Regions from separate parts of the Mus musculus genome. Here all the other regions are linked to region 3. The links are chromatin contacts, called in public Hi-C, HiChIP or PLAC-seq, Micro-C and promoter capture Hi-C maps. All regions are on one chromosome and are shown on one strand. The core of a region is the stretch at or near the end of the contact, and the rest is flanking DNA. Distances in the headings are between cores, read along the strand shown.

What was found. Promoter capture Hi-C pulls out the DNA fragments that hold promoters and counts their contacts. A called contact is a pair of places that touch in the nucleus more often than the background predicts. HiChIP or PLAC-seq counts read pairs in DNA pulled down with a chosen protein or histone mark.
Region 1: a Hi-C map of cortical neurons shows a contact between it and region 3, with 2.5 times the contacts expected there. The contact joins the enhancer-like site here to the promoter of Ntf3 in region 3. A contact is called at or near these places in 10 of 39 promoter capture datasets (the 3T3-L1 cell line, cranial neural crest, embryonic stem cells and 4 more), 10 of 484 Hi-C or Micro-C datasets (cerebral cortex, cortical neurons, cranial neural crest and 6 more), 8 of 115 datasets of contacts at active chromatin or transcription factors (craniofacial prominence, embryonic forebrain, embryonic limb bud and 2 more) and 2 of 9 other capture datasets (adipose tissue and embryonic stem cells).
Region 2: a contact with region 3 is called in an H3K4me3 HiChIP or PLAC-seq map of craniofacial prominence, with 4 times the contacts expected there. The contact joins the enhancer-like site here to the promoter of Ntf3 in region 3. A contact is called at or near these places in 5 of 39 promoter capture datasets (the 3T3-L1 cell line, cranial neural crest, hippocampal neurons and 2 more), 2 of 484 Hi-C or Micro-C datasets (cerebral cortex and uterus), 5 of 115 datasets of contacts at active chromatin or transcription factors (craniofacial prominence, embryonic limb bud, embryonic midbrain and 2 more) and 4 of 9 other capture datasets (adipose tissue, embryonic stem cells, liver and 1 more).
Region 4: a contact with region 3 is called in a Hi-C map of olfactory sensory neurons, with 4 times the contacts expected there. The contact joins the enhancer-like site here to the promoter of Ntf3 in region 3. A contact is called at or near these places in 5 of 39 promoter capture datasets (the HPC-7 cell line, cranial neural crest, liver and 1 more), 10 of 484 Hi-C or Micro-C datasets (cerebral cortex, cortical neurons, embryonic stem cells and 2 more), 10 of 115 datasets of contacts at active chromatin or transcription factors (craniofacial prominence, embryonic forebrain, embryonic limb bud and 4 more) and 1 of 9 other capture datasets (embryonic stem cells).
Region 5: a promoter capture Hi-C map of cranial neural crest shows a contact between it and region 3. The contact joins the enhancer-like site here to the promoter of Ntf3 in region 3. A contact is called at or near these places in 7 of 39 promoter capture datasets (the 3T3-L1 cell line, cranial neural crest, embryonic stem cells and 4 more), 6 of 484 Hi-C or Micro-C datasets (cerebral cortex, cranial neural crest, nephron progenitors and 3 more), 6 of 115 datasets of contacts at active chromatin or transcription factors (embryonic limb bud, embryonic stem cells, fibro-adipogenic progenitors and 1 more) and 4 of 9 other capture datasets (adipose tissue, embryonic stem cells, liver and 1 more).
Region 6: a contact with region 3 is called in a Micro-C map of embryonic stem cells, with 4 times the contacts expected there. The contact joins the promoter of Kcna1 here to the promoter of Ntf3 in region 3. A contact is called at or near these places in 6 of 39 promoter capture datasets (the 3T3-L1 cell line, cranial neural crest, embryonic stem cells and 1 more), 10 of 484 Hi-C or Micro-C datasets (all in embryonic stem cells), 3 of 115 datasets of contacts at active chromatin or transcription factors (all in embryonic stem cells) and 1 of 9 other capture datasets (liver).
Region 7: a promoter capture Hi-C map of hippocampal neurons shows a contact between it and region 3, with 11 times the contacts expected there. The contact joins the promoter of Ano2 here to the promoter of Ntf3 in region 3. A contact is called at or near these places in 10 of 39 promoter capture datasets (the 3T3-L1 cell line, cranial neural crest, embryonic stem cells and 5 more), 1 of 484 Hi-C or Micro-C datasets (nephron progenitors), 9 of 115 datasets of contacts at active chromatin or transcription factors (cardiomyocytes, craniofacial prominence, embryonic limb bud and 5 more) and 3 of 9 other capture datasets (adipose tissue, embryonic stem cells and pancreatic islet).

What each region holds. Positions count from the first base shown.
Region 1 is chr6:125,659,867-125,663,749 of GRCm38.p6, reverse strand. Vwf (Von Willebrand factor) reads right to left here. Exons shown (of 52, transcript NM_011708.4): 39 at 683-785; 40 at 172-246. Among named protein-coding and RNA genes, the nearest start is that of Ano2, 29 kb to the left of the region's middle. Within about 2 kb of position 2,054, at least 8 of the 459 cell types and tissues checked have an H3K27ac peak or open chromatin away from gene starts, as enhancers often do. A contact at or near this core is called in cortical neurons, where this site is marked.
Region 2 is chr6:125,785,387-125,789,410 of GRCm38.p6, reverse strand. All of the region lies in intron 4 of Ano2 (anoctamin 2), which reads right to left. It overlaps Gm38898 (a long non-coding RNA gene), which reads left to right. Exons shown (of 3, transcript XR_869435.1): 2 at 1,386-1,453; 3 at 2,044-2,126. Among named protein-coding and RNA genes, the nearest start is that of Gm38898, 3.9 kb to the left of the region's middle. Within about 2 kb of position 2,565, at least 6 of the 459 cell types and tissues checked have an H3K27ac peak or open chromatin away from gene starts, as enhancers often do. A contact at or near this core is called in embryonic limb bud, where this site is marked.
Region 3 is chr6:126,162,289-126,166,486 of GRCm38.p6, reverse strand. Ntf3 (neurotrophin 3) reads left to right here and starts at 1,527. Exons shown (of 2, transcript NM_001164035.1): 1 at 1,527-1,757. The coding sequence starts at 1,740.
Region 4 is chr6:125,716,370-125,720,202 of GRCm38.p6, reverse strand. All of the region lies in intron 3 of Ano2 (anoctamin 2), which reads right to left. Among named protein-coding and RNA genes, the nearest start is that of Ano2, 28 kb to the right of the region's middle. Within about 2 kb of position 1,987, at least 5 of the 459 cell types and tissues checked have an H3K27ac peak or open chromatin away from gene starts, as enhancers often do. A contact at or near this core is called in olfactory sensory neurons, where this site is marked.
Region 5 is chr6:125,807,465-125,811,305 of GRCm38.p6, reverse strand. Ano2 (anoctamin 2) reads right to left here. Exons shown (of 25, transcript NM_001364562.1): 9 at 3,458-3,499. The region is part of intron 1 of Gm33202 (a long non-coding RNA gene); the gene reads left to right. Among named protein-coding and RNA genes, the nearest start is that of Gm33202, 2.9 kb to the left of the region's middle. Within about 2 kb of position 2,470, at least 4 of the 459 cell types and tissues checked have an H3K27ac peak or open chromatin away from gene starts, as enhancers often do.
Region 6 is chr6:126,643,673-126,647,844 of GRCm38.p6, reverse strand. Kcna1 (potassium voltage-gated channel, shaker-related subfamily, member 1) reads left to right here and starts at 2,044. Exons shown (of 2, transcript NM_010595.3): 1 at 2,044-3,589; 2 at 3,959-4,172.
Region 7 is chr6:125,689,144-125,692,858 of GRCm38.p6, reverse strand. Ano2 (anoctamin 2) reads right to left here and starts at 2,240. Exons shown (of 25, transcript NM_001364562.1): 1 at 2,115-2,240. The coding sequence starts at 2,136.

The DNA of each region.
Region 1 (3,883 bases), core at 805-3,304, 500 kb after region 3:
CCTGTGACTAGGGAGTGTTCTAGAGTACCTGTGGTCTGACCCACGTGGGGCTAGCCTGGGCTCTATGATAGTTTGACCCACGTGGGGCTGACCTGGGCTCTATGACCGTCTGACCCACACGGGCTAGCCTGGGCTCTGGACCCTGGAGGAATTTGCTGAGTAGACACATACCACACTCATACTCTGGGCAGCACAGGTTTGTGCTCTGCTTGAGGCGAGCCACTTCACATGGGCCACACGTGGGAGCTAGAAGAGAAGAATAGCCATGAAACTCAGAAAAAAATCAAGTATGGTCTAGACTAGAGAAGGTTCTCAAAGTTCTCACTCACTGATAGCCAGCATGGACCCTAACTAGGACTTTCATAGCATCTGGACTATGGGACCGGGATCAAATGCTGGCTAAAGCAAATCTTCACATTGGGTCTTTCTACATCTCAGCTTAGCTTTCAGAAGACTCTGAGTCTGACGCAAGCATTGGGGTGGAAGGACAGAGGTACATCTGAAAGTTCCTACACCAGGTACCAAAAAGAGACTCTTGATTGCAGCAAGCAGAAATGTGGTCTCAAGAAGAAAAACACCTCCATGGGGCCTTTATTTGGATTGGTCTGTTATGTGTATGACTGGTGGCTGAAGACCCACAGAGTCCTTCTTCCACCAGGGACACCAGGCAGAGAAGACTCACCTCGGGCTGTGGGACACGGCTGGGCAGTGCAGTTAATCTTTCTCCCACTGAGGCACATACAGATCTGACAGGGCTGATGGTCTGGGACCCAGGTCTCCAGGAACTGAGGGAGAAACAAGTCTAAGCAGCCATACCGGACACTCTGGTTGGAGCCTGGGATCATGCAAGTCAGTACTCCAGCCAAGAGGGCCTGGCTTGCACTCCTGAGGGCCTGGACATAGGGGATCAGACAGTGGGTCAAAGGCCCTGTGGCAGCTTTGCCAGTTGTGTTGCTTGTAACAGGACCCTGCATCAGAAAGAAACATGTTAAAAAGACAAAGCTGCTGACTATAAGTAGGGTAGAGGAGAGGAAGACCAGAAGAAGAAAACCACCAAAAAAGCATAATGGAAGGCATGGTGGCGGGTGTCTACCTGTAATTCCAGCAACAGGAAACATGGGTGGCAGGATCTGAAGTTTTAGGCTAACCTGGGCAAAGAAAAAGAAGAAAGGAGGAGGAGGAAGGAGAGGAGGAAGAAGAGGAGGAAGGGGAGGTGGAAGAGGAGGAGGAGGAAGGGGAGGTGGAGGAGGAAGAGGAGGAGGAGGAGAAGGAGAAGAAGGAGGAGGAGGAGGAGGAGGAGGAGGAGGAGAAGAAGAAGAAGAAGAAGAAGAAGAAGAAGAAGAAGAGGAGGAGGAGGAGGAGGAGGAGGAGGAGGAGGAGGAGGAGGAGGAGGAGGAAGGATGGAAGGAAGGAAGGAAGGAAGGAAGAAAGAAAGAAAGAAAGAAAGAAAGAAAGAAAGAAAGAAAGAAAGAAAGAAAGAAGGAAGAGGAGGAAAAGGAGGAGGAGGAGGAAGAAAAAGAAGGAGGAGGAGGAAGAAAAAGGAGGAGGAGGGGAGGAGAAAGAAGAAAGAAGAAAGTGGGGAGCGCAGAGAAATGGAAACAAAAACAAACAAACAAAAACAATTAAAAAAAAAAAAACCAAGGCAGCTGCAGCTGCTATTTCAGGCCGAGGCCTGGGGTCCCTGGGAAGGCACACAGAGCACTGGCTCCCTTCTGGGGCAGGAAGCTGAGAGTGACAGCTGGAAAGGCCTGCTCTGTTTTGATTTTCTTTTTTCTGTTTTCTCTCTAAATGTGGGCCTCAGGTACCTAAAGAATAAGACTTTTTTTTTTTTTTTTTTAAATCAGAAAGTGTGCTGATAAGCAGTAGCGTTAACCTGCCTCCCACTAAGGCACGTGCAGAACTGGCACGGCTGATGGTCTGGAATCAGAAAGATACCACCCCCAAAAGGGTGCTCAACTTCCTTTGATAGGAATTCCCACCTTCCTGGGAAGCTTTACCCAAGCACCCCCAAGGCGGGACTCAGAATCAACTGCCCCGTGTCGCCACAGGCCTGACTGTGCAGCAAACATGCCAGCAGGGGGCGCTGCTACATAGGCCCAAATTGCTTGCAGGCAGAACTGTAGAGATTTCCAGATGAAGGCTCAGGAGAACAGGTATAAGAATAGCTGGAGTTCGAGATTAAATAAAGGGCCCAAAAGAACAGCCTACAGAGAGTATGGTGTAGGAAAACTTGAGTGTTCAAGGCCAGCCAAAAGACACAAGGATGTCTCCATACACCACCCACCAGTATCTGGAAGCTTTGGTACACGGTGTCAAAGAAACGCAGCTCCTAGCCTGAGCTGGAGTCTCATAGTCTCAGAGGTGCCTGGCAATGGGCTCCAGGGTAAGGGGTGTGTGTCCCCCTATGCTGAAGTGGGACTCTGAACAGTGCCACTCCAGCTGCGGCTCCCTTGAGAGGCCCACAGCCTGTGCGGGACTCCAGACCCCATCTGATCCAGCTACGAAAGCCCACATCTCCACAGTGCGTTTTGTAAAACAAACAAGAGCTATGGAAACTGGTAAATATTTTTCCTTTTCCCGGGGTATAACAGATTTAAGCCCTGGTTATTTCCCTGAAGGAAGATTTTCTGGGCTTTCTTTTTCAGTCTAAAAATTCATTTAATGGAAATGTTCTTCATATTAGATTCTCATTCTTTCTCTGCTTTCAAGCGACGCTGGGAACGCAGGTGGCTGGATAAGCGCTTGTTTTCTCCCATTTAAACTCTATTTTCTGAATAACTAAAACCGGCTGTGTTCTCTCGTCAGAGGTTTTGATTAATTCTATACTTGATTTAAAAGAAAAAAAAAAAAGAACCTGCTCTTATGTCCAAACTAGTGCAGTACTTGGACAGATTCCGTAATGCAACTCATGTGCCTGCTCCAATTTGTCGTGCTGAAGGTGACGAAAACAGAAAAGGAGAGACAGTCAGACGTGGGGAGGGGGGTGTTGAGCACACAATAAAATTCACACATTTCCTGCCTTTGGGACCTACAGACATCTGACACTCACAGAGCCTGGAACAGTCTAGAGTGAGCTTCTCAGCCCAGGAGGCCAGGGGAGAGGGCAAGCCCATCTCTACCTTCAGAGTGGAGGAAGTGTGTCGCCCTTCCGGCAGCTCGGAATAACCACTAGGTGTTAACACCACAGATAAACACAATTGCATCATCCGGGCCCTGCAGGAACCCGGGAGCCATGAGAATCAGGGAGGAAAATGTTAGGTTTTGCCAACTCCATTGGGAATCTTATGTCCAGGTACCCAGTTACTTTGGCAATGGGAAATATGATGGAGGACATTTCTTCCTTACTCACTTATTCACAGTAAGAGAAACGAGGGGGGCTTCACTGAGGTGAAGCTCAATAGCTCACCTAAAGCAAGTGGTCCCACCCAGTCAGTAATGTTATCAGATGCCCATGCTCATATCAGTGCCCAGTCAGAGCCGTGCTTAGCTAGCAGTTCCTACTGAGGTCCATGGCAGGGCTGGGATGATACAAGATACCCTGGTGCTGTCACCAGCAGTCCCATTACATGATCCGTGCCACACGAAGCTTGGGCTTCTCGTCCACTAACCATATATGATGTGTGATAATGACCCTACAGGGATTTGGAGAAAATCAAAAATGATCTATTTCCTGGCTTACAAAGTCATGGACCAAACAAGATAGCTACTGTGACTATTGTTTTGTTTGCTCTCTTTGACTGGCTAGTTTTACCACAAGGTCTACTAGAGACTACAGTGGTAAGCCACCCCACCTGGTGCATTAAGGGGGAAAGGTTCTCCCTGGTGCAGATAGATATGTTAGGTCTAGAGGGAAAACTGCCTTTACTGGAAGCCAAAGAGGCTC
Region 2 (4,024 bases), core at 1,316-3,815, 380 kb after region 3:
GAGCCGCCAGAGCCCTTATCCTCTAAGCCATCTCCCCAGTGCCCATTATAACCTTTAGACCTTCAGGTTTGTAAATGCAGTAATTGAAGCACAGGTGCCATGATTCCGAAACGCTGTGATGATAGATACTGGCTCTCCACAGGTCATTCCCCTTCCCAGATAAAACATTCCTCCCCAATCCTTCCCTAAACCTGGCTGGGCTGTGTGGCCACTTGATGAGTAAAATATGATAGAAGGGACCAGTCAGCCCATCCTATAAGATCAGTGGCTTCCACTCGAAGCTTTTCATGTTCTAAAATGTCCTGAGAGTCCCCAGACAGGGGAAAGCACCTAGCTAGACTCCCTTCAAACTTCCCTGCAAACAGCAGACATGGAAACAACCCCCACCTTGAACCCCAAGCCACCAAGAGACCACAGCCGCTAGCATGCCACCATGTGGAGTCAAATGGTCCTGACCTCACCTCTGCTCAAGCTTCTGACCACAGAGTCACTCTTGTCTGCTCAATTCTGACACATGTGCCTACATTACAGCTTTAGTTTTTATTAAGGTACTACATAAATTTTATTTAGCAATTAGTAATAAAAGTACTAAGTAAATTTAAGCTACTAAATAAATTGTGTTAAGCCTACTATTAAGTTACTATTGAGTTACTGAAATTGGCTTAACTTTTTCACGCTGCCGTGATGAGTAGAACAGCAGCCAGCATGCAAGGCATTATGACGGAAAAGTCTGCCCTCTTCTCCACCATGCTATTTTCAAGCTCAGAGAATATGCACGAGGGTGCGCTGAGATAATGGCAGCCAAGGGTGTGCAGGGGTCTTTGAGGCTCCAGGAAAGGTGGCAGCACTTTCAGCTGGGGAATCTGAAAAGCTTGTCACTGGTGTGCGTGAGATGCGCTTCAGCTGGCTTCAACCAAAGAGCCACCTTCTTTCTCATTTTGTCATAAAAATGATAGGAAGTGGTGGCGGGGACAGGGGCTGGGGATCCTTCCAGCCAATAACTTTATATCTTCTGAACAGTTTTTATTTCTTTTCAGTTAAAATAAATTAATACATATCTGCTACTAAAAACAAAAACAAAATCAGGAAAACAGTAACTAAATGGTAAAGTTGGGGTTTTGTTTTGTTTTGTTTTGTTTTTTCATTTTTGACCCAGTCTTACCTTTTTTTTCCTGAGGGACACTCTATGAATAGTTTATAGTATATTCCATCCAATCTTCAGATATATATGTATATGTGTATATATACACATATTAAGTACACACACACACACACACACACACACACACCCCACTCACTGAAACGCTTTCATTTCCCACCATGAAAGAATAACAGACACCAGTCCTGAAAAAACATAAACATGGGGAAAACATGTTTGTTCCCAGACAAAATGCAGGATATGATGGCTTCCCAGACAGTGATCATCAGACAGCAGCAGGAGAAAACAGACAAGGTGAGTCCTGGGGTAGCTTCAGGCCCCTGCCTTGAGAACTCAGGGAAACAAAACAAGTGGATCCCTTCAGATTCCCTGAGGTACAGGAGCAGAGATATAAGCCTGAGGAATTCAAAACAAGAATTCATCCACTAAGAGGGGACTCCGCTCAAAGGAGCACAGAGGTCTACTGAACCCTTGAGCATTTACTGTGTAGGTGTGAAAAATGACTCCATATAAGAGAAAGAACCATCTGGAAGGAGTGGGAATGGCACCTATTTCCCAGGCCAGATGGAAAAACCCTATAATTCTTGGGGCATTGGGCGACCATTGGTTTACTCAGTGGTGGTGGATAATTAGGCTTAGACTGAGAGTCCCTCCAGACCCACTTAACAAGTCATAAAAGAGGGAAGTAGGCTAAATAGCTTTGAAGGTATTTCCCAAGTCTAGCATAACCATGACTTGAAACATTTAAGGAAAAGAAGCATTCGTTCATGGCACAAGCATTTCTAGGCATCTCCTGGAGACCCACAGCTTGGTAGTTGATGGATTCAAGTGCTGGGCATATGCAGGGGTGACAAGAACTCTAATAATGACCCTGTCCCTTGCAGTATGCTCAGCAGTGCGCTCAGCACCTGCACCATGAGCTGCTTCTCAGCGGAACCTGTGAAGACACCACAAGCCCTACCAGAGAGGAGCAGGACCTCACAGATGAGAACACCGAGGCACAGATGGACAGGAAGGTCTCCTGGATGCCCTGTCTAGGACTCTTCCCTTAGTCCAATGGCCTTCCACCCTCAGCAAAGTCCCATCGTCTGTCCCAGGGGAGGAAGCCAGCTTGAATGTCCCCTTAAAAGGGGACTAAGCCCACCAGCTTAGGTTCTCATTTCACCTTCCCAGAAAGACACTCAATGCTCTCTATTATTGATAATAATCGTTAGCAGCATCATTATTACTGTTATTCTTGGACATCAGAGAATTATGAACATCCTCAGAAATAGCAAGACACATGTTATCCAGCTGTTCCCCATTATGCCTCCCTGGGTACACGATGCGCCTCCCTGGGTACACGTTGTGCCTTTCATGTGTTTAAAATCATAAATAATCGTTAAAGTATGTTGCTCTTATTTTTTATTCCTGGGCTCAAATGTGGTTCTCATAAAAGCATGCTTTGGCCCCACTGTCACAGTCTAAGGGGTTCACTGAGATTTCTTTTGTCTTACTTCTTTCTTCCTCCTTGTCTCTCCTCATCTCCCCACCCCCCACAAGGGCACATCAGTGTGGTCCCAAGACTCACTTGTTTTCCCTCTGCATTAAAATCACGTGCTTTGCTGAGACACAGGGAGCCAAGGTTTTAGTGATGTCTCTCTTGGGCAACATACAAGTCATTGTCTCCACTTTACAGATAAGAAAACTGAGTAGCATGGCAAGTTTAATGAACATACATGAAGGAGCACCCCCCCCCAAAAAAAAAAACAAAGAAAATGTATAGCAAAGTAAGATTCAAATGCTATCATCCTAATGATCTCTACCATGGTCTGTGAAGAGCCCTCTCTGCAAATGGCCAGGACAGATCAGCCAGCAAGAATACAGGCCAGGCATAAAGTTGGATGTCGTCCCATCTGGCACATCCTGTGGATAAAAGTCAGTTTACCTGTCTTTATGCCTGTTAATTGGCTTTTCCTTAGTTACCACATCAGCTGTCAGATCATTGGTGTCCCGCTGTCATCCTTTCTAGCATCTCTCTCACCTCCACAGTCATAGAGTGTCTGAAGACTATCTTGTGACCTCTGCTCCCTTTAATTTCCAAAAACCAGGTGGAGAAGCAAGATAGACAAGATGGCATGAGGACCCAGGCATGAGATGGACTAGGACGGAAGATGGGTGGACTAGGACGGAAGGCTATGCAGTCAGAGAAGAGGAAGCCAAGCAAAGATGCAAAGAACTCCCATCTCTTGAAAACTCTGTTTTCATCCCTCCAGTGGTGCCAAAGAGACACTCAGCATGTGCCGCACCATGGCTAAGAATTTTAGGCTGCTGCGCATCTGTCCTTGCTCACTGCCCATAAGCACATTTGTCCATGCACGCGAGTGCTAAGCCATCTCCCCATCAAAATGGAAGTGACACCAGAAGCTGAGATGCTCAGCTGTATCATCTCAGCTGTAAACCTAGAGCCAGCAGGGAGGTCTCGGTGGGCACAACCAGAAACTGAGCAGCCCTTCACCACTCTATCTGTGACTACAGGTTGAGTTTCCTGTCTGTAGCCATCGTGTAGACGGTGATACACTGACAAGAAAGAAAGAAAGAAAGAAAGAGAGAGAGAGAGAGAGAGAGAGAGAGAGAGAGAGAGAGAGAGAGAGAGAGAAGGAAGGAAGGAAGGAAGGAAGGAAGGAAGGAAGGAAGGAAGGAGAGAGAGAGAGAAGAGAAGAGAAAAAAGAAAAGAGAAGAGAAGAGAAGAGAAGAGAAGAGAAGAGAAGAGAAGAAAAGAAAAGAAAAGAAAAGAGAAAAGAAGGAAGACCTTTCTCTGTTGTCCAATCCTGTATTTGTTTATGGTTTTTATTCCTGTTGTCAGCATGTCCTCTACACATGAAT
Region 3 (4,198 bases), core at 278-2,777:
CCTTTCGCCCCGCAGCTTCTCTCAGCCTTAACCGGTGGGTGCAATTCTGGCACTCCTGGGTGTGGACCAAACCTATGCATCTCCAAGGAATTTCCAGGTTTTGAACCTGGAACCTTGCTAAAGTACATTGCGAGTTGCTTATCAGACTTTATTAGGAGGCAAGGAAGAGGTGGACTATCAAATCGCCTCTCCTGCTGTGTGTGAGTCAAATGTCCTGACAGGAGGCAACTTGGAGAGTGGCAGAGGTGGGGGCGGGGGGAGGGGGCACTTGGACTTGAGTTCCACCTTGCAAGAATGGGGGAGGGAATGAAGGAGCAATGGTGTACTACTTTCTGGTTCTCCGGTTCCCCTTACCACTAGGATTCCCCCCTCCCCCTTCATTTCTCTTGGACCGCAGTTGAGCAAAATCTAGATGCTCTGACCACTGTAAAATCTGAGAGAATCAGCTCGGATCAAGTGTGTGTGTGTGTGGGGGGGGAATCTAATGAATAGCTAAAATAATCTACAAATAAGACCCTTGCCTCCACCCTGAGATCTTTTCCTCGAATGAATCTAGCGGTTGTGCAAGAGAGCGTCGCTACTTTCGGGGAGTCAGGAAGGGGTGCCTTGCTTGCCCTTTCTTCTGGGCAAATTGTTTTTGTACAAAGCGGCGAGTGCTGGGCAAATGCTCAGCTCCAGGGTCGGCTCCTACCTTGAAAGAAAGGGGTGGAGAAGTTAGGGAGTGTGTAGAACGTGGGGCTTTGGCTCATACCTCTCCTTTTCTTTCACGCACACTCTGCGCACACGCAAACCACCCCTTCCTCGGTTGCTTAGCACTCCCACCCTCACCGTACCTCAGCAACTTAACCTCCCTAGACAGCTTGAACTAACTGTGCCTTGTGAGCTGCCCCCAGGACTGAGGAGTTCGAGGGCAGGCAAGCAACTGTTCATGCGCAGATTCCTGTTGTTGTGAGGGCCTGGGGGGGCTGGGGGGGGGCTTAATAGGGGGTGGAGAGAGATCCAAAGACAGAAGGGTCTGAGGTTTGGAGACAGAGTTTAAGGTTGAGGTTCAAGCTTTCCTGAGCCAAGGGGCAAGAAAGGCCTTCATCTGCCTAGTTAGAAAGAAAGAAAGAAAGAAAGAAAGAAAGAAAGAAAGAAAGGAAGGAAGCCTTAAAAGAAAAAGTTCAAGAATAAGACAGATCGAAGATATTTACGTGTAAAATATAATGATAAATCAAACGTTTTTTGTTGGCTCCTTCTCCCCATCTCTAAAAGGGAAGGTCAAAAGAGGGGATAATGAAGAGTAGGCTATTTTGAGAGGGCTTATTTGTTGTTTGTTCGTTCGTTTGTTTTCCTTTGAAGTGGACTAGGAGAAATGACTAGGTCTTCCCATTGGTCTCGAGAGCAAACTCCAAAATGCCAGGGAGCGGGCCTGCAAGTCACTGCGGGCGGGGCTAGGGGGCTTGGCGCGGAAGGGGTTAAGGCGCTGAGCGCGGAGCCATCTGGCCGGGTTGGCTGGTTATAACCGCTCAGATTATGTTCACGGGACTCAGAGTTGAAGGCTCCTCTCCTTACCCAGCAGCTCCGCGCACCGCCCCGCGAGATAGCCCGGCGCAACTTTCTTCCCTCTTTCTTTCTTCCCCTCGTTTTTTCCCACCGCTGGGTAGTGGCTGCGGCAGGGGTGGGCGAGACTGAATGACCGAACTCGAGTCCACCTTTCTCTTCATGTCGACGTCCCTGGAAATAGTCACACGGATGCCATGGTTACTTCTGCCACGGTAAGGGGACGTGGCGGGCACGTTGGGTGGGCAGGTCCCGGAGGGGGTGGGGGAATCGCGTGGGGGAGATTTTCTTGGGGATCCGCGTGGGGGGCCCCAATTCTGCACCCAGCCCCACCCCCATCGCGCAACACGCTAACTTTTCGGTTCTTGTGCCTTCCCCAAAGTTTGAGCTCGAATCTGCCCAGGCCTAGGCGCAATTACCACCACCCTCCTTCCACATGCATGCACACTTGTGCGCGCGTGGATATGGCTCTCCTCCTCCTCCTCCTCCTCCTCCTCCTCCTCTTTTCTCTAGTCCCCTGGCTGCTCAAGAAACCGCCCTCAGTCTGGGAAAGTGATCAGGTTTAACAAACCTGCATTGGGAAGGGAAGGAGGTGGAGGCGAGGGAAAATGGGGACCACGAAAAGGCAAGAAAGGGATTCTGGACATCACCATCCTACTCCACCTCATGCATACACACCTCCGACCCTCCTATCTGGTTCCCCCAGAAGACTCCCGCGCATCCTATAATAAAAGCGGGTAGCAGACAAAAATGGGGCTTGGAAGAGACCAGGATCCCGGCTTGTGCCCTGCACCCCGCTGGCCACCGGGCAACGTTCATCAGCTCCAACACACAGCCCGGCAGGGCGTGGGCTGGGGGAGGGGCTGCAAAGCTCAGGACCCGCACCGTCACTTCTCAGGTTGGGGGGAGTTGGGACTTAAGCCCAACAGTGCGTATCTGCGTTGTTGTCCCACATAAAGCTTTTTCTCTGAGAGGGTCCCTAGCTCTGGGCTACTCTGGCCAGCGCCAACCCAATGGCTTCCCACCCTGGGTCTTCGCGCAGATGTTGGAGCTAGCGCTCAGCCTGTGGGTCTGGGACCCGGCCATGGAACGGTGGGTACCGGGGTGGGGCCATCGGTAGGGATTTGGTGCCAGTTTCTCGGAGTCCTTTTTAGGGTTCCCACCCCCGCCCCAAGAGGTAGTATGGGAAGGGTCCAGAACATCAGAGACCCTCAGAGTTAGGTCGGAGTTAAAAGAACACATAGCAAACTGGACTGTTTCCTGCTGCCACCAAGGCGCTCTGCACAGTGGTGGATACTTCTAATGAAATTTGGCACTCTTGAAGGTGTGGAATGGGAGGGCTGGGGAGGACTTTTTTCCTTGTCGCTTTCGGGAGTGAGTGGGTGTGCATCCAAGAGGCGCTACTGCTTTGCGCAATTTTGGCGTTCTTCCGCGGCGTTCAGATGCACCTTCCTGGGACTCCAGCACCGAATGGTGTGGACACAGTTGATTAGAGAGGTCGCAGGCGGGAACTGGAATCGAGGCTCCCGTATTCCAGGTCTGGGAAGCACCCACCGGATTGACCCCGACCTCTGGCGGCCGGCGGGTAGCAGGTTGAGAGTCTGAGTGGCGGCTGCTCTAGGACGCGGTCCCAGCCAGAGCAGGCGGCTTGCTAGCTAGTGAGCTGGAGCCCCTGAGCCGGGACTTGTTTATGAGTGTGAAGAGGTTGGGGGCGGGGACCTGCTGGGGGAGGGGAAGGGAGACTGTAAGGGTGGGTGTTACTCGCAGAGTCTGAGGCTGGAAGTTCTGTGGGTTTAAGGAGTGTGTTGACAAACCTGCTTTTCAGTAAAGTGATGTCTTTCCACTACAAACCAGCGGCCGAGGAAATATGTAAGGACACTTCCCTAAACGTTAGTTGTACCGGGGAGCTTTACAGTCGGTTCTGTTTTCTAAATAGCCCGAACTCTGCCAGTTTAGCCCGTCTCCCCTGATCCTGGCGTGTCGCTCAAAGAAATTTGAGAGATGGAATCTAGAAGATATAAACCCAACTAACTGTGACTCAGAATCAAGCAGACCCGAGTGTAGCGTTAGGGGATAGTGGAGAGAGAAAAAGAGAGCTGCAGGCAGCTGTATATAAGGATAGAAGAAAGTTTTCCCGGCGTTCCCCTCTGGGAGAGCAAATAGGATTGTCCTTCGGTGTGGGCTATGTCGAAGAGGGCCTTAAGAAGACTGGATCTGTAGGAATCCGGTCTGATTTCCCAAGAAGGGAACCTGGTCCTTGGGTGGCCAGAGACCTATTGGGAGGGCTTTCTCGCGTCTCAGTGAGAGGGGCGTTGGGGCAGGAGGGTAGACCTGGGGGTGGAGCTTTCTCCAGCTTCCTCCAGCCTGGCTGGCCCGGGAGGGGTGAGGAGCTTGCGTGTTGGGCATCTGTGTGCATAGCAGGAGATGAGAGCTTGTGGGAACATAGGTGTAGCTAATGAGAAATCTGTGTCTGGGAAGGGTGTCAGAGCTGGAGAAGTGCAGTGTGCTGAAGACAGATGGCTTGTGCGTGCCTGCACAGACACATGGGCTGGGTGTGGTGTGGGAGGGCGGCTGGGCTGCGTGTGTGTGTGTGTGTGTGTGTGTGTGTGTGTGTGTGTGTGTGTGTGAAGGTGGACATGTGTGGGGGCTGGGTGCC
Region 4 (3,833 bases), core at 738-3,237, 450 kb after region 3:
TGTAGAAGGAATGCCTGAGATCAGCAACCAAATTAACCTTCCCTCCTTTAAGCTGTTTATATTAGGCTTTCTGTCAGAGTGGCAATAAAAGCAACTGGAGTCTGAACATGTGCACCAGTATATTGGCACACGTCAGGTGAACCCTCCCTGGGGTTGGGGGAGGGGCAGTTGATAACACGGGAACACAATCCACTCACATCTGCCTGGTCCCCATCAGCTGGGACAGGGAAGGTGGCTTAGCTGGGAAGCTTTAAAGCAGGGTTAAGAATTTCCACACCGTTCTCCTGAGACTCTCTCCACATTTCCTTAAGCTGAGCTTCTGTGTGATTCTCTCCTCAAGGTTTGTCTTACCTTGAAAGCAGGGACTGAGTCTCTTTAGCCTCTGTGTCACCCAGCCCAGTACCCAGTGCTCAGAAGGGCCTTCAGAAATGTCACAGGTTGAGAAGCAAGATAGAGCAATAGGAGAGACAAGCATAAGCAGCCTCAGACAGACAAATGACTCAACTCTCAAGTGACAGAAAGGGGACATCTTTCATAGCATGTCTCTCAGATCTCAAAACACCCAGCATGCCACAGAAGGAATGACTGGTAGGGAAGAGACCAATTGTTGCACAGCTCTCTCTTCACCACAGAGCTTGAGAAATGACTGCAGGCGACTAGAGTGATGTGTGGACAGCCAGCATAGCCCCATTATCCGGACGCCATCTTTGAACCCCTACTGCCATCATCCCTGGAGTACCAGCAGGACTCCAGACTCATGGGAAGATAATAGCTCGGCTTCCAGGAAAACAGACAGAGCAGAGTGGAAGCTTGCCCTCTTGCCTTCCATGCTTGCACACATTGTCGGTGGTCAGTTCGTTTGACTATGGCATTAGCTACTGTAGTGAGCTGCAAGCCACATCCTCTCCTGGACGACACAGTTCCTACTCTCTAATGTGACTCTAATTTAGAAGTCACCCTAAATCTTCACGACTGTAATGCTCTATGATCCCATTTCCTCCAGAATAGTGTGCGGTAACAGAAAACAAGCAAAACACACAGCTAGAAAATTGGGTGCCCCAGGGCTGGAGCCCTTCACAAGGATGAGAGTGCTTTGTGCCCATTGGGATTATAGAACTGATATGACAAGTCTGAGCCTGGAAGTTTCTTTCCAGTGCCTTTGAGGGTTCCAAGAGAGCACCAGACATGCCTCTTGGTTGAAAGAGCTCCTGCAGATCCTTCTGTCTGCTCTCCCAAGACCCACTGATCCTTCAAATCCTAACAATGCATTGTTTCCATGGCCAGGACAGTGGGGATCCAAACACTTCCCAAGGGAGGAGCACGGATTGGGAGACCTGGAAGCAACCAACTAGGCGAGGTACTCCATGGTCCCTGGTCCATGGGAAGGAACAACCGCTGTTCTGTCTACCTCGGTGAGGTTGCTTGGGTGAGCACAAGATGGGAAGACTGAGTGCCCACTTTTTTTTCCATTTTTTATCATAAGGAAATAGATACCTGGATTGGGGTGGGGGTGGGGCTTCACCTCCCTCCTTGCTTTCCCCCTGGGTCTTCACTTCAGGCCTGCCCACTGAGAACTGATCCTACCCACCCTTCTTTGGCTCTGATCTAAGCTGTATGGCCCCAGGGCTATCTTGTTGTGTCCCTAAAGATCCCTCAGGGTAGGAAAGAGGGAAGAGAGAAGCCCAAGGCTCCAGTGTGCTACTCTGAGGTGGGAATGAGGAACACGTGCTCTTGCAGGAGAGATGCTCACACTCCTGAGAGCACAGAAGTCACGCTACAGAACAGGAAATACACATCATCAAAACCCATGTCACCACTTCCTTGCCCTGGCCAGGCCCACTCCACCTTCTCCCAAGGAGGCAACAGACTCATTTCCTAACAGAATCAGTCGGGCTCTGAAGACCCTGTTCCTTCAGAAGCCATCACCAGCCACCTCACTCCAGTACCAGCTGCCTGCTCAGTGTATGCCTGTGCCATGGCTACCAGAAAGATTCTGTGGGACACTGTCACCCTAGGAAACCAAGCAGCAAGATTTTCAGTATTTAAAGTCCCAGCTTCTCCCAGAGGGAAAAAAAAAAGTAGCCAAAGAAAGATCTGGAACCCTAAGAGGAGAAGCCGGCTTGGCACAGGCTCTGGAAAAGCAAGGAGAGCAGCAGCCAGTCTCACCTTCTCACCCGGAAGCCTGCAGCTACAGCACAGAAGGAGAAATGGTGCCCGGGTAGCTTCATTTTCTGGAGACCAAGAGGCCCAGATCCTGGGGCTCATTACTCTGCAACTATCAATGCATACCCCTGATAGAAAGGAGGGGCACAGCGCTCCAACTTCACTTTCAAGAACTCAATTCCTGGCCCCTGCAGAGATCTCTGTGGATGCCTAATGAGCATCGCCCCTGTCTACTGGACGTTTGTGAAGACTGAGTGCCCAATCAGGACAGAAGCATGTTTTTGTGGTACCACAAATCCAATCAGGAGTTTCCCAAAGTCACCCAAGTCCTTCCCAAGGAACACTGTTTCAACCATTCATCCAAAAAAAGAAAAACAAAAAAAAAAAAAACAAAAAAAAAACAAACAAACAAACAAAAAAGAGGTAAAAAGGGAAAGTGAAGAACCTAAAGGCATTCCTTAAGAACCTAAAAGCATTGCAATATCTGGGCTTTCACTCCTATCTCCAATGGGCCCTATTAAGAGGTTATCATGGCACGCATCCCATATGTTCCTTACCATACGTAAAATGCAGTCACTCAGGATCCACTGTCAGATGCCCAGGCCCATAGTCAGGAGATGGGCTCCTCTCTGTCACAGAGAAAGATTTAGTCCTTTCCTGAGTCTCACCTGATGCCAAGTTAGGGAGAAAAGAGATTAACCCCTTGAAGGATGCTGGTGTTTCCAGGGCCTCCCAGTCAGCACATAGCCCACTCTGTGACTGAAACTGCCAGACACAGTTCTCAGAGCTGCTCCAAAAGGGAAACCAGGCATGAGAGTGTCGGCAGAAGCTATCAGTTCTCCGGGGTCCTGACTCTAGGAAAGCCGACAATGCAGGACAGCCTGGCCTCCATACAAATACCTTCTCCCCCACTTCTGTTTCAAAGATATACTTGCATGGGCTTTGAGATTTTGGGGCCTGCAGGATGCAATAAATTCTACCTCAAAGTGTCAGAATACTCTCCCAGCCTCTGCTTACATTACATGTCTCTCATGGCTCTGGAACTCCCCTCCCCAAACACCTCTGGTCGCAGCATAGTCTTAGCCTCCATTTTGCCCTGTTGACTCTTTAATCCAATCCAGGAGGTTTGGAAGGCAAGTGTGGACAGATGGGACCTCCTAGCACTTCCACAGAGGCCTGATCCAACTTATTTCACGGCCCTACAACAACGAGGGGAATGTTAGTTCTGGCTGAGCACACTCCTAGACAGCAGCAATTGGCTTTCCATTTAGGAGAGATTTCCATATCTGAAGAAGTGGTCCTCAGTTATATGAATTGGTAATAAGGATACAAGTACCTGGGGGTGGTTCTAACTTGAATTATTGTCAGCTGACCAAGCAGAAGAAAAGCATAACAGGCTAACTCTCACACCTCTGATAATATTCTCAGTTGCCTTCAAAGGATGAGTGTGGACAAGACAATGCAATAAAGTCTACACTCAAAACAAGAAGGAAGAGGGGGAGGGGAGAAAGAGGAAGGGGAGGAGGAGGAGAAGGAAGAAGAGGAGGAGGAAGAAGATGGGGTGGAGAAGGATGGGGAGGAGGAAGAGGAAGATGAGGAGGAAAAGGAAGAGGAAGCACCAGCTGGGGGGTGCACAGCAAGATCATCCTGCTTAGGAAAGTGGGAAATGA
Region 5 (3,841 bases), core at 1,221-3,720, 360 kb after region 3:
TCTTAAACAGTGGGTCGTGACCCCATGTGGAATGGCTTAACTAAATGTGGGGTCATGAAAAAAAATGTGGCAAAGGGCAAAAGTCTCACAACAGAACTCAAATGTGTAATGAATTTGAGGCATTTCTGGAGGCGTGCACTTGTGTTGCGTGGGTGATCCTAATCACCCATGAGCTTTGTGCCATCACATGTCTTTGTACTGTACCCCACCAACAAATATTGCCTAAACCCTTCAGCTTGGTTGGGGACTACCGTGTGTTATAAACTGCAGTGCTTTGCTGCACGAAAAGTTCTCTGCCACTTTAGAAATATAACACATTCATTATGGAAAACAAAGACTTAGTATTTCCTTGCCATCATTCCTGGGTGTCTAATTATCAGATTAGTCTATCTTTAGGATGTGTTTTTGCTAGATTGTTTGGGTTTTTAAATTGCAATTTGAGTTGCTGAATTTCATTTAAAAAAAATCATGAAATTGGAAATTTGGTTTGGGATTAGGATAGAATTTCCAATCAGTTTAAAGATAGTCCCAAATCGACATCTGCCATTTTACACTACATATTTATGCATAATGGTTCTCTTGACACTGGCAATTATAAAATCAATATATCAATCAACCCTGGGAGATGCGAAGGTTGGCCTATGTCCTCAGTATCAGTATACATCCAACACTTAACTTCTGGGGGCAAAAATAAATAGAAACATGCATCTCGTTAGCATACAGATGTGCTTTTGTCTTTAATAAATAGTGCACAGAGCTCCTTCCATCCCAGCCTCCAGCCACCGTTGCCTGAGAAAAATCTTAGGTACTCCCAGGTGATTTATTCTGAACAGACAAATAGTTTTCTAAATTTCGAATGCCAAGTGTTAAAGTACTTAAAGTGTCATTGTTCTCTCGTATTACTTCTGACAAAAGTAATCTTGTTAGTTAGAAATGCTTTCAAATACGTTAGCGAGGCAATTGGAATATAAGCTTTCAAGTGTTCCTTGAATTGTGATAATATAAAAGTATGTGTATATCAAAGAACTGGTTATAAATAAATTTGTTTTGCTATGAACCAATGTTGATTCATAGACCTATCTTGTGTACCTATATATCCCAACTAATATAAAAATCTCTAAAGCAAAAGTGGATAGAGAGTCAAGTTCAGCCTTTCCCTGGGCTGTACTGTAGGCAAACCCCCCCCCCCCCCGGCGTATCAGTCACAGCCATGGAGTGCGAGACCCTCTTAACGGAACCTGTACTCATGCGACTAAAGACCTCCTCTCTAGCAGTGGGATGGCTATCATCATTTTAATCATGACACCACAATCATCTACAGACATTTAGCATCTCTCCTGTCCTAGCTAGGTATTCATTTTCTATCTTGGGTGAACAGAAGAAGAAGTGTTTATTCTCTACCAGGGCTTCTCCTACCCACAGCATGGCAAACCTCTCTTTTCTGCCCATGGCCCAGGGAGAGAAAGGTAAAGGTGCCAGGCCTGGGCAGCAAGCCTGGGTGAAAGCCACACAAGGGGACCTGTTGTCTTCAGAAACACCGGTTCACCTGTGTGCAGCAGCACGCCATCAGCTCTGAGAGCTCCCTAGCAAGATCCAACTCTACTCAGCAGGCCTCTACTGCCAGCAGGAGGAGGTGCTAGCATCCTTACAGAAGCCTGAGCACAGGCTAATATATTTATAGTAATAACATTGTGGTAGCAACACAATAGTACTCCAGAAACAAATGCACATATATTTGGGATGGCCTGCAATTTGCTTCTCTCTACTAGTGCGGAAAGCAGAGGGCAGCCTGGATTCGCCTGAGTTAACTTTCTATCCCTTGGCTCTGTGGTGCTCCCAGATGGGCTGAGGTCCTCGCCACCCAGCAGGCAGTTTCTTGGGCAGGCAATGGGTAGTGGTGGCCATTTAAAGGGAAGAGACATGAAGTCAGAATGTAGGAGGACAGAAAACAGTCAGTTGAGAGAGGTGAGGATGGGGGAGAAACGCTTCCTCCTTTTCCTTTAAATGTGATGCGGGACTTTTCAGGAAATTAAACACCGAAGCTATTAGCATCAGATAGGAAACAGATGAGGTTGAGACATTGCAATTCTACAGCAGATTCCCCAGGCAGGCAGAGCGGGGACATGTGTAAGCAATCACAGCCGTATTTCTGGAAAAGACCTTTTATGTTTTTAATACTTAACACTTCATAACAGGGACTAATAGGCAGGATAAAAAGAAGGCAGCTCAAAAGGCAACTTGGGGCATGAGTGGTTTTCCAGATAACAGAATTGGAGGGAAGGAATCTCTGGAGCTTCGATCCCTAGTCCCTCCTTCTCCCTCCCACCCAACTTTCTATACTAGAGCTGCCGAGGCTGAGCAATAGGGTGGCAGGAGCCACAGACCAGCAGACCAAAGAGGCTGGAGCCATCCTTTACTTCATCTATGTCATGGCCCCGTAGTCCCAGGGTACCAGCTAACAAAACAAACAGCTCTTCACAGAAGGCTTGGCTGAGTATTATACGGTCAGGAGCTGTGGCCACCCCTGGAGGGGTCCCTCTAAAGGGAGCAGCATCCTTCCCCCAGCTGTAACCTAGTTCCCAGCTTCCTGCAACAGGCATCCTGATCAAGCTTTCGTCTCCCTCAGCACTTGCCTTTGTCATTTGGGAGTGGCTTTATTCTACTTGCCTATAAGACAGGAAACTGTTACAAAGATGACCCTGAGGAATCCAGGATGGATAGTAATGCACTTTTTATTTTTAGAGGGGGGAGGGGTCAGGGACACTTCATAGGCAAAGGGATTCTTTTTTTTTTTTCAGCTCTAAAGATCTTTAATACATGAGGCTTATTTCAAGACATTTAGACAAAAAATAGCATGCGTCATATTACAAACTTAACTGCAATTGAAATTTTAAATTTCTTTTTTAATTAATTTATTTTTATTAGATATTTTCTTTATATACATTTCAAATCCTATCCTAAAAGTTCCCTATACCCTCCCTCTGCCCTGCTCCCCTACCCACCCACTCCCCCTTCTTGGCCCTGGCATTCCCCTGTATTGGGGCATATAAAGTTTGCAATACCAAGGGGCCTCTCTTCCCAATGCAGCTAGAGCTACGAGCTCTGGGGGTACTGGTTAGTTCATATTGTTGTTCCACCTATAAGGGTGCAGACCCCTTCAGCTCCTTGGGTACCTTCTCTAGCTTGGCAAAGGGATTCTAAGCGCCTATTCATGGGGCAGTGTTACCTCTGATAACATGTTCAGTCTGTCTGGGTGTTCACACCCATACATTAGGGAAGGTGGACACTTAGTGTCGCTCAGTTGGTACTCTTCTGTCTTTGAAGGGTGAGGTTTGTGATGGGAAAACTGTTAAGATTAGATATGTAAATGGGACACTTATGACACCTTTGGCCAGTTCAACACCCAGCCATGCTTTTACACACCCAAGGTCCTTAGCAGGGGACAATAGAGGCTCACCTTTCTGTCATTCATGTCATCCCCTGGACTGTCATATTCACCCTGTAGGGAAAAGGAGACACCAGAGAAAGCCAATTCGATCATCAAGAACAGATACCAAATGAGAAAGGATTTTCTTTCTTTCATTTTTCTTCTTTCTTTTCTAATGCCATCTCTTTCATTTCTATTTAAGGAAAATCAAAAACATGGCACAGTCAGGAGCCAGTGTTGGATTTCTTAGTCATCACCTAGTAGTGTTTAATTAGGATAGCTTTTCACACAAAATGGCCCCCTCCTGTGTTTTCCAGATGAGCCCAGGTTACTATCACAGCCTGTGCAATGGCAGGGTCTGTGCCTGTAAATGGGTTAGCACATGACATAAAATTCACCCCATGCCATGACCCC
Region 6 (4,172 bases), core at 795-3,294, 480 kb before region 3:
TGGGGCCTTTTTGTAGTTTATGGGAAACCGGCTCCACTCATTGCTGTGTAGCAACCACAGGAAGTAAAATGGGGCTGTGTGCAGAGCTGGTTCTTCCAGTAGCCTCTCCAGTGGAGGTGGGAAGGTAAGGACAATGTGACCAGGTAATAGCAGCGGCTTCACATTCAGACGGGAGAGACATTGTCTCAGATTCTACTCTAGCACATGGTGTTAGCACCTGCCCAATCATGGCGGCATGAAGCCCAGGGGACATTATTGAAACCCTTCTCTCTTTATATTCCATCCCCATTCCCTCTGAAAAAGCCAAGTTCAAGATTTTCTGAGCCTGCTCTTCTTCCATTCATCTGAGCTGTGCTTATGATGAGGGGCCCTGTCAGCCCCCTGCCTGCCAACGGTGATTGTAAATCTTTTAAAACCCCAAAGCAGGGTTGGTGTGATGGCTCTGTGGTTAAAGGTGCTTTCCACCAGACCTGATTCGGGGATCCAGTTATACACTGTCCTCTGACCTCCACACATGCACCACAGTTTATGTGTGTGGCCCCCATGCATGAAACAGACACACAGATAAAAAAATAAAATAATTTCAAAGTTAAAACCAAACAAAACACAGCAGGATGCTTCCTGCCTGTAACCCCAGTACTAGGGAGGTTTAAACAGGAGAGTTACTGTGTTTTTAGGGCCAGCCTGGGCTTCAGTGTAAAACCATTTCAAACAACAAGGAAATTGAATAAGCAAACAACACTCTCCCCATTAAAGACAACCATTTTATGTTGATGCATGTCCTTTGATGCCTTCTGTTGCCCTCTTCCTCCCAGCCTAAGGGGTCCCATGGTCCACCTGCCATGACCTTCCTTGTTATTTCTTCCTGTTCACAATGACCTTTTGGTTGCGTTAAGACTTGCATGTTTGTTCATAAACTATTTGTCTTTTATCCATTGGTCTGTGTTTCAGGTTGCCGATTCCCATGAGCCCTCTGCAGAGAGGTCTTTCCCATCTGGAAGCCCATCCTAGTACTGGACACACATTCTGGGTTTATTTCTTTACTCTGTGCCTCCCATTGAATGTGAGCTCCCTAAGATGTGGAACTGTATGTCACTGGTCACCCAGCGCTAGGACAAGGCTGGTCCAAAGCTAAGCAGAACAAACTTTTGTTGAATGTTTAAGGGCCTTCTGACCCCTAGCAACTGAGGACTCATGTGAAAAACGCCGAATCCTCATCTCAACAACTTTTTGTCCAGTTCCTCGGAGGTTCAAAGTCCCGCTTTAATCACATTAGCCACTTGGGAGGATCCAGTAATCCTGTTACTTACAACTCTGAATTTTTGAATTGGGAGGCTATGTAATCTGAAACACTTTTCTTAGGCAATCTCCTTATAATAAGGGATGAATCAGGACAAGGACGTGCACAGGAAACAAGAATTCAGGATCAGGAAGGAGGAAGTGGAAGACGGGGCGGGGGCAGTAAAACGGAGCAGGGAAGATGAAGTGAAGCTCTGGGACAAGGCAAGGAAATGTTGATGCAGTAGGTTCACTGTGAGATTTTTTAGCTGCAGCGACTACCGAACCATCATGCCTGACATTTCTTGGCAGAGCCTCGCATTTATTATTATTTTTCCACCAATGGAGCATCAGTGCAGAAGAGGAGCGGGGGCGGGGGGTAAGGAGTTTCTGGGATGAGGGACCAGTGTGCACTGGGTGGAGTTTAAGGTGGGAAGAAGTACTGTGCAATAGAACTCGCTGTTCATGGAAGAAAAGGCAGGGTTAGGAATCCGGAGGAGAGGAGCGAACAAACACTTATTTTTTTTTTTCCCCCTGAAAGGAATGCTGGGGTCTGAATCTGGAGGAGGAATTTAACTAGCTGTATCCCTGGGATCCTTCTAGAGGCCCCTGCCTTACTAGCCACAATAGAGCCAGGAGGATGTGATCATTGACTTTGATTAAAGAGGTTGGTGGTGTGGGCGGCAGGCGCCGCGAGCCGCGGTGGTGCGAAGGGGCGGTACCAAGGCCGTGCCAAGAACCAATCAGCGATGACTCTGGATTCTTGGGGGCTCCTCAGAGGCTCCGCAGCGGTGGAAGGACTGGAGCTGCTGGCTGCCTCCTCCGGTGCAGCCTGTATCCAGGTGCAGCGGCACTGGGGACGCGGTGCATATCCCTTGCTCAGACTGCCACTGTGACCCTTGCGCGAATATGTCCGGAGCCTAGAAAGTGGTCCTGAGCGGCAGAGGGCCACTGGGTGGGTGGGTGAGTGGGGAGGTTCGGAAGGCAGGACTGAGGGTAGGAAGCGAATTGGGCGACTTGCTTCTCACGTTTGTCCCAATTAGCACCAAGTTGGCAGACAATCCACAAATCCACGACACCTTTGCTTGTCCGCCCCCGCCGCCTCCCTTCCCCCTCCCGTCAAATTCTCTGCATTTCAGAATATTCTGACTGTAAGAAAACTTCAGCTCCCCCTCCTCGGTTCAAGTGAAACAGACACTTGGCACCACCTTCTCCCAGTAACACTGTGTGGATGAATCCCGGAGATCCTCAACTGCAGCGCTTACCAAACTGCACCCTTTGGAGTGTGGCTGGCGTGGGGTTGGGGGGCTAGGGTGGGCTGAGCAGAGAGGCCTCTGGGGGAGAGGCGGGGTGGCGCGGAGGAGCGAGATGCAGGAGCAAGATCGCCTGTGTGACTGCATCTAAAGCAGACTGGTCCAAGGAGTTCTGCCAGGGACACCACCGCCTGCATTGCGTCGGACCTGACCATCTCCAATGTGAAATTCCCGGGGAAGGTCGCTCGCAGCGGAGGGCCGTGCGTGGGAGGGGCTGCCGGCCGCCGGGAAAGAGGAGTTGGTGGTGGGCTTTTCGGGGGGGGGGGCGGAAGAAAAGCTGTGCAGGCAAGGATGGGAACTGAATGACAACCCCCCTCTGCCAAACCACCCCCTCATATTTTCCATCTACCTCCTCGCTCCTGCCCTCCCCCGCCCTCCCCAACCCACGCCCGGGTGGGCCAATCGCTGCTCCGCATTCCAGGCGCTTTCTCAGGTTTCTGCTGATCTTGCAGCGCCCAGAAATGGACCGAGCGAACCTGCGGCCGCACGCTCCCTGCCCCACTCGGAGCTGCTGAAGGCTCGCGGCGCGCCGCGGAGAGAGGTCCGTGCTGTGGTAGCGCAGGTTACCGGAGAGCCATGTAGAGCCAGGCTTTGAGCCGCCCGCCTCCCTCGGGATCGAATCAAGGGCTCCCGTAGTGTTCAGAGGGGGGCGAGAGTGCAGCTTATCGCCATTTGCTTGGGTGATTCCGGAGAAGGTGGCCTTTTTGTCTTTCCACCCCGCATCCTCCGGGACTCCCTTCCCCAGAGAGAGGACAGCGTCTCCAGGTTGCTTGCACCGTGTGAGGATGGGGGTAGGGTACGGACGTTTCCTCCGTAGCTGCTCGATAAAACGATCGGACTCCTGAGAGGAGAAGGACGGGAAACGCGAGGGGCCCCGGAGCCTCTCGCACGCTGCTGCGGTGGTGGCGGCTGCTCGTTCCGGCTGCTGCAAAGGCGACCTGCCGCATTCAGACTCTCCGCCGACTCAGCACAGCCTCTGCGCCAAGCCGGCCCGCCAGGTAGGAAGCTCTCTAGTTCGGGGCTGCAGAATCGGAGGTTGGGGGTGAAGGGTGGGGGAGGCTGAGGGTGCGGGGTTGCTCTCCGGGACCCGCAGCTCCTTCAGTATCTCTAAGCGCTTTTCCGATCTCCAGTTTTACGAAGTTGTAAACAGATCGGCTGTTGGGCGTTGGGAAAAGTGGGATGGAAGATTTCCAAACTTGGATTTCTGGGTGTCTGTTGTGTGTCTGTCTGTGAGTATGTGTTAACCCCAGTAAACGTCCGATGTGTTTTACAAAAGCTAGTAGTCTGTGCTCTTCGGTGTCTATAGGCTCGTCCCATCAGAATGCTTCTGATTTTCTACCCTCGTATCACTTTTTATTTCTCTGCAGCGTCCATCGATCGCCCCGGTGGGAGCTTAGAAGGCGGCAGGCGAAGAGGGGTAGGAGGGGGGGAGAGCCAAGGAGCAGCAAAGTGGGTGACAGGCCTGGGGAGCTGCTGAGTTGGCACTGCACCGTGTCCTAGAAGGGCTGCAGGAGGGGAGGGGAGCCGGGGCGAGCCCCGGAAGCGATGGCAGGTGTGCATTAAGGTGATCAGAGCAGGAAG
Region 7 (3,715 bases), core at 991-3,490, 470 kb after region 3:
ACAGCATTTGACTAACCCCCTTGCAATACCAATACCCACTGTAGCAGCCCCAGCCTCATCTGCATCTCCCATTCTCCACTACTGACATCCACACTCCCTGCTAATGACTTCTTTTAAATAGAACAAAAGCAATAAGGTGAGTTGGTGGGGGAGATCTGTGGTCCAAGAGCAGCTTCATCCTTCAATGACAGAGTCTGGTGAGCGAGTGATCACAGGCATGGTCCTTAGCTACTCTGAACATCAGGTTTGCCTTCTGTGAAGTGAGCTGAGTACTGACCCACACACACCCCCAGAGCTATTATGTCAGTCATCTGCTAGTTTGGGGTACGTTGGAGTGCTTGATAAAGAATAGCCTTCATTTTCCTTTGGATACAAGAACATTTGGCCTCAGATGTAAGACACAATGTCAGACTCATCCTTACCACTTACCCCAACCCTATCCCTGACCCTGACCCTGACCCTGACCTCCTGATCACACTGCTCCAGCCACTGGCTGCCCCTTGGTCCTTGGACAACCCCATCACTTTCATGCCATGAGTCCTATGATCTCTTTGCTAACCATTCTCTAGGTATCTCCATGTTACCTATTTAGAGAGGTCCTCCTTAACCACCTGGCCACAAGTAAAGACCAGCAGAGATGGAAGCTCTTTTGTACCAGCCCCTCCCCCCAATCTCGAGCTGTCAAATTCATGGTTTCCCTGTGCTCTAGACATCTCATGTGCAGGATGGGATAGAAGGCTTCTCTCATCCGGCAGAAATGAGCCACTGAATAGATGGGATTAAAAAAAAAATCAGATCCTCAGAAAATAAGAGAAGAGCTGGACCTGGGTTGGTGTCTGGAACCCACCCCCAACCCCCGTTCAACCTCTTCAATCAGCTACCACTGTGGTGCTAAGACACATAGAGGCAACCAGGGGACAGAAGAGGCTGCTGAACAGGGCCTTCCTGGGGCTTCAGAGACCAGCATGGCAGTGCCTGGCAGAACAGTAACAGAACCACATGGGCCCTTGATGTCTAGCAGCTGGTGCAGAGTGACCCTGAGGTTCCTTGAGGGGACTGGTGTCAGGTCTCAAAATTCAGACAGGTGAAGGGATCAAAGAGTGTCACTGTCATCTTAAGAAACAGTTTCTACAACTCTAATACATACACACTCATTCACTCACACACACACTCATTCACACATATACATACACACACTTATATATACACACATACATATACACACATACATATACACACTCATACACACACATATACATACTTATACACACAGTCATATACACACATACTCATACACACATATACATACATACTCATACACAAGAACATAAACACATATACTCACATGTGTACACATATACACATATGTACATACTCATACACACATCTTGTCTAAGATTCTCCTACCACCTGCCACTTGCCTGTGGGCTAACGTCTGACCATCCTCAGTAGGACCTCCCTCCCTGGCCAGGGCCCACATAATCCCTGGAAATATCTGTTTGTAGGACTATGACTAACACTTGCCTGCAAATCCCTTCACCTTGTTCACTCCCAAGCCACAGGCACCTCTCATTCCAACTCCAACAACAAAATAGCCAGCAACTCCCACCCCAAGCAAAGACAAGCTCCCAATAGATCTGATTTTCAAGGCACAGTAAAATAACATCCTTGGTGCCCCCAAACCTTACCTCAGTCTGCCTTTCTTCTAAAAAAAACACTTGTGAAAATGTCATACCTGTACTTGCCTGCACCCAAGGAAAGTGGCTCGTGTCAGAGGCCACAGGGATGCTGTGTCCTCAGTGCACTGTCAGATCAACCTGGCTACGGTCTTACTTACCCTCAGATTATATGTAGCAAGGAGAAGCAAAGTAGAACTGGTGACCAGCCACTGAGAGGGGACACCAGCCCTCTGCCACTTGTCCCCTCCTTGATAAAATATGTAAATAAAAATAAGACTTTAGAGAATTACTCAGGCACCCTCACCTTCCCTACCTCAGGGAAGTCCACTTGACGTCACTCATCCCAAAGAACAGGTGTTAGAATCCCTTCTCTTCCACATCTTCCTTCAATTAGTGGGATGCTGAGAGCCAGGGTCCTGGGGAGGGGAAACTTACCTCGCAGCCCAGGGGCCGCCATGGTGCTGGTCCCCAGATGCCAAGCCCCTTGGCTGCCCTCGCTCCACTCTGGATAGGCTTATGTGGCTGCCAGGGAGTTAATTCCATCGCGGCTCAGCTCTGTCTGGACGTGCCCGCCCCTCGCCAGCGGCTGCCACCTCCTCCAATCCATCCCTCTCCCTGGGCAGTTCCCTGCGCTCCTCCTTCGCAGAGACTAGCCCAACTTCCAGAAAGGATCCCTTTCTCAGGTGCAGCCAGAGACACGCTGGGGTCATGCATGGGCTGCGGGCCAGGGAGTAAATGCTGCTGGCGCTCCTCCACTCCACTCAGGAGCCTGAGTGAGCGCCACACAGCCGGGCTCGCCTGTGATAATTCAGCCGGATTATCTCATGAACTGCCTGGCTGATTAGTTTCCAGTCCCCAGCGAAGCCTCCTTCCTGTGGCACCAGTCTGCCGGCTATAGCCCTGAGTAGTAGTAGGGACTTAAACAGCAAGATGAGGCTACTCCGGTCTGGAGGGGGTGGGGGGAAACATGCAGCCCCGAGTGTACACAAGGACAAGGGGCAGAGGGGAGAGGGCATGTGTTAATTTGAGCTTCCCCAGGAGACTCTAGGGCAGTGAGGAGTGTGCCTAGAATTTAAAAGCTGTGAGACAAGAGTGGTGTGTGCTTTCCTAGAGTGGCTTAGGGACCTGACCATGGACAGAGGAGGGGTGAAGAGAAAGCCTCCAAAGGGCCATTTCCAGGATGTGAGCTACATTCCAAGATGCCAGAAGCAAATGACGCTCCTTGATGTTATGCCTCCTCCTCGGTGGGAAAGCATTACATCAGCATCAAGTACGCTGTTTGTGATCGCTGAATCTGAGAGATGTCTGTCCCCTGTTTTACAGAAGACAGTGGCAGAAACCCAACCAAATGGAAAGAAAACAGAAAGCATCGTGGTCCAGCCTCGAGGATTAATGGCTGGTGTCTATCTAAACCTCTTGACTTCGGGAGTCTCTCAAGTGCTTTGCTTTGCCCAGCATTCATACTTCAGTCTCAGCCTCCAGTCTATGAGGCAGTGACTTCCATTTATCCATTTCACACATGAAGCGTCCACAGTCTGTGTGCCCCAGGTTCCAAAGCGGGCTGCCTGCTCTGGTGTCCCAGCTCAGAACACCTTGCAGTTTCGCATCTCCCTCTTTTTCCCTTCGTTCTCCTTCCTTCACCTGCTTCCTGCTTCCAGGGACCCTTCTCCATGTCATCTCCACTCCTAAATTACTAAAAAGGCACTCGCCTGCTATCCATCCCTCTTCCATCCTCCCACAAGGAGTTTTTCCATGACACCCCCTAAAACATGTTTAAGGGCTACCCTAGTTACTTTTCTGTTGTTTGTTTTGTTGTGGTGGTTGTTGTTGTTGTTGCTGCTGCTGCTGCTGCTGCTGCTGCTGCTGCTGCTGCTGCTGCTGCTATTTTAAAGCAGCTGGGGAAGAAAAAGTTTATTGAACATACATAAACTTCCAGGTCACAGTCCATCATTGAGGGAAGTCAGGGCAGACACTGAAGGCAAAAACCCCAGACACAAGAACCATGGAGGAACACTGTTCCAGGCTCTCTCTAGTTC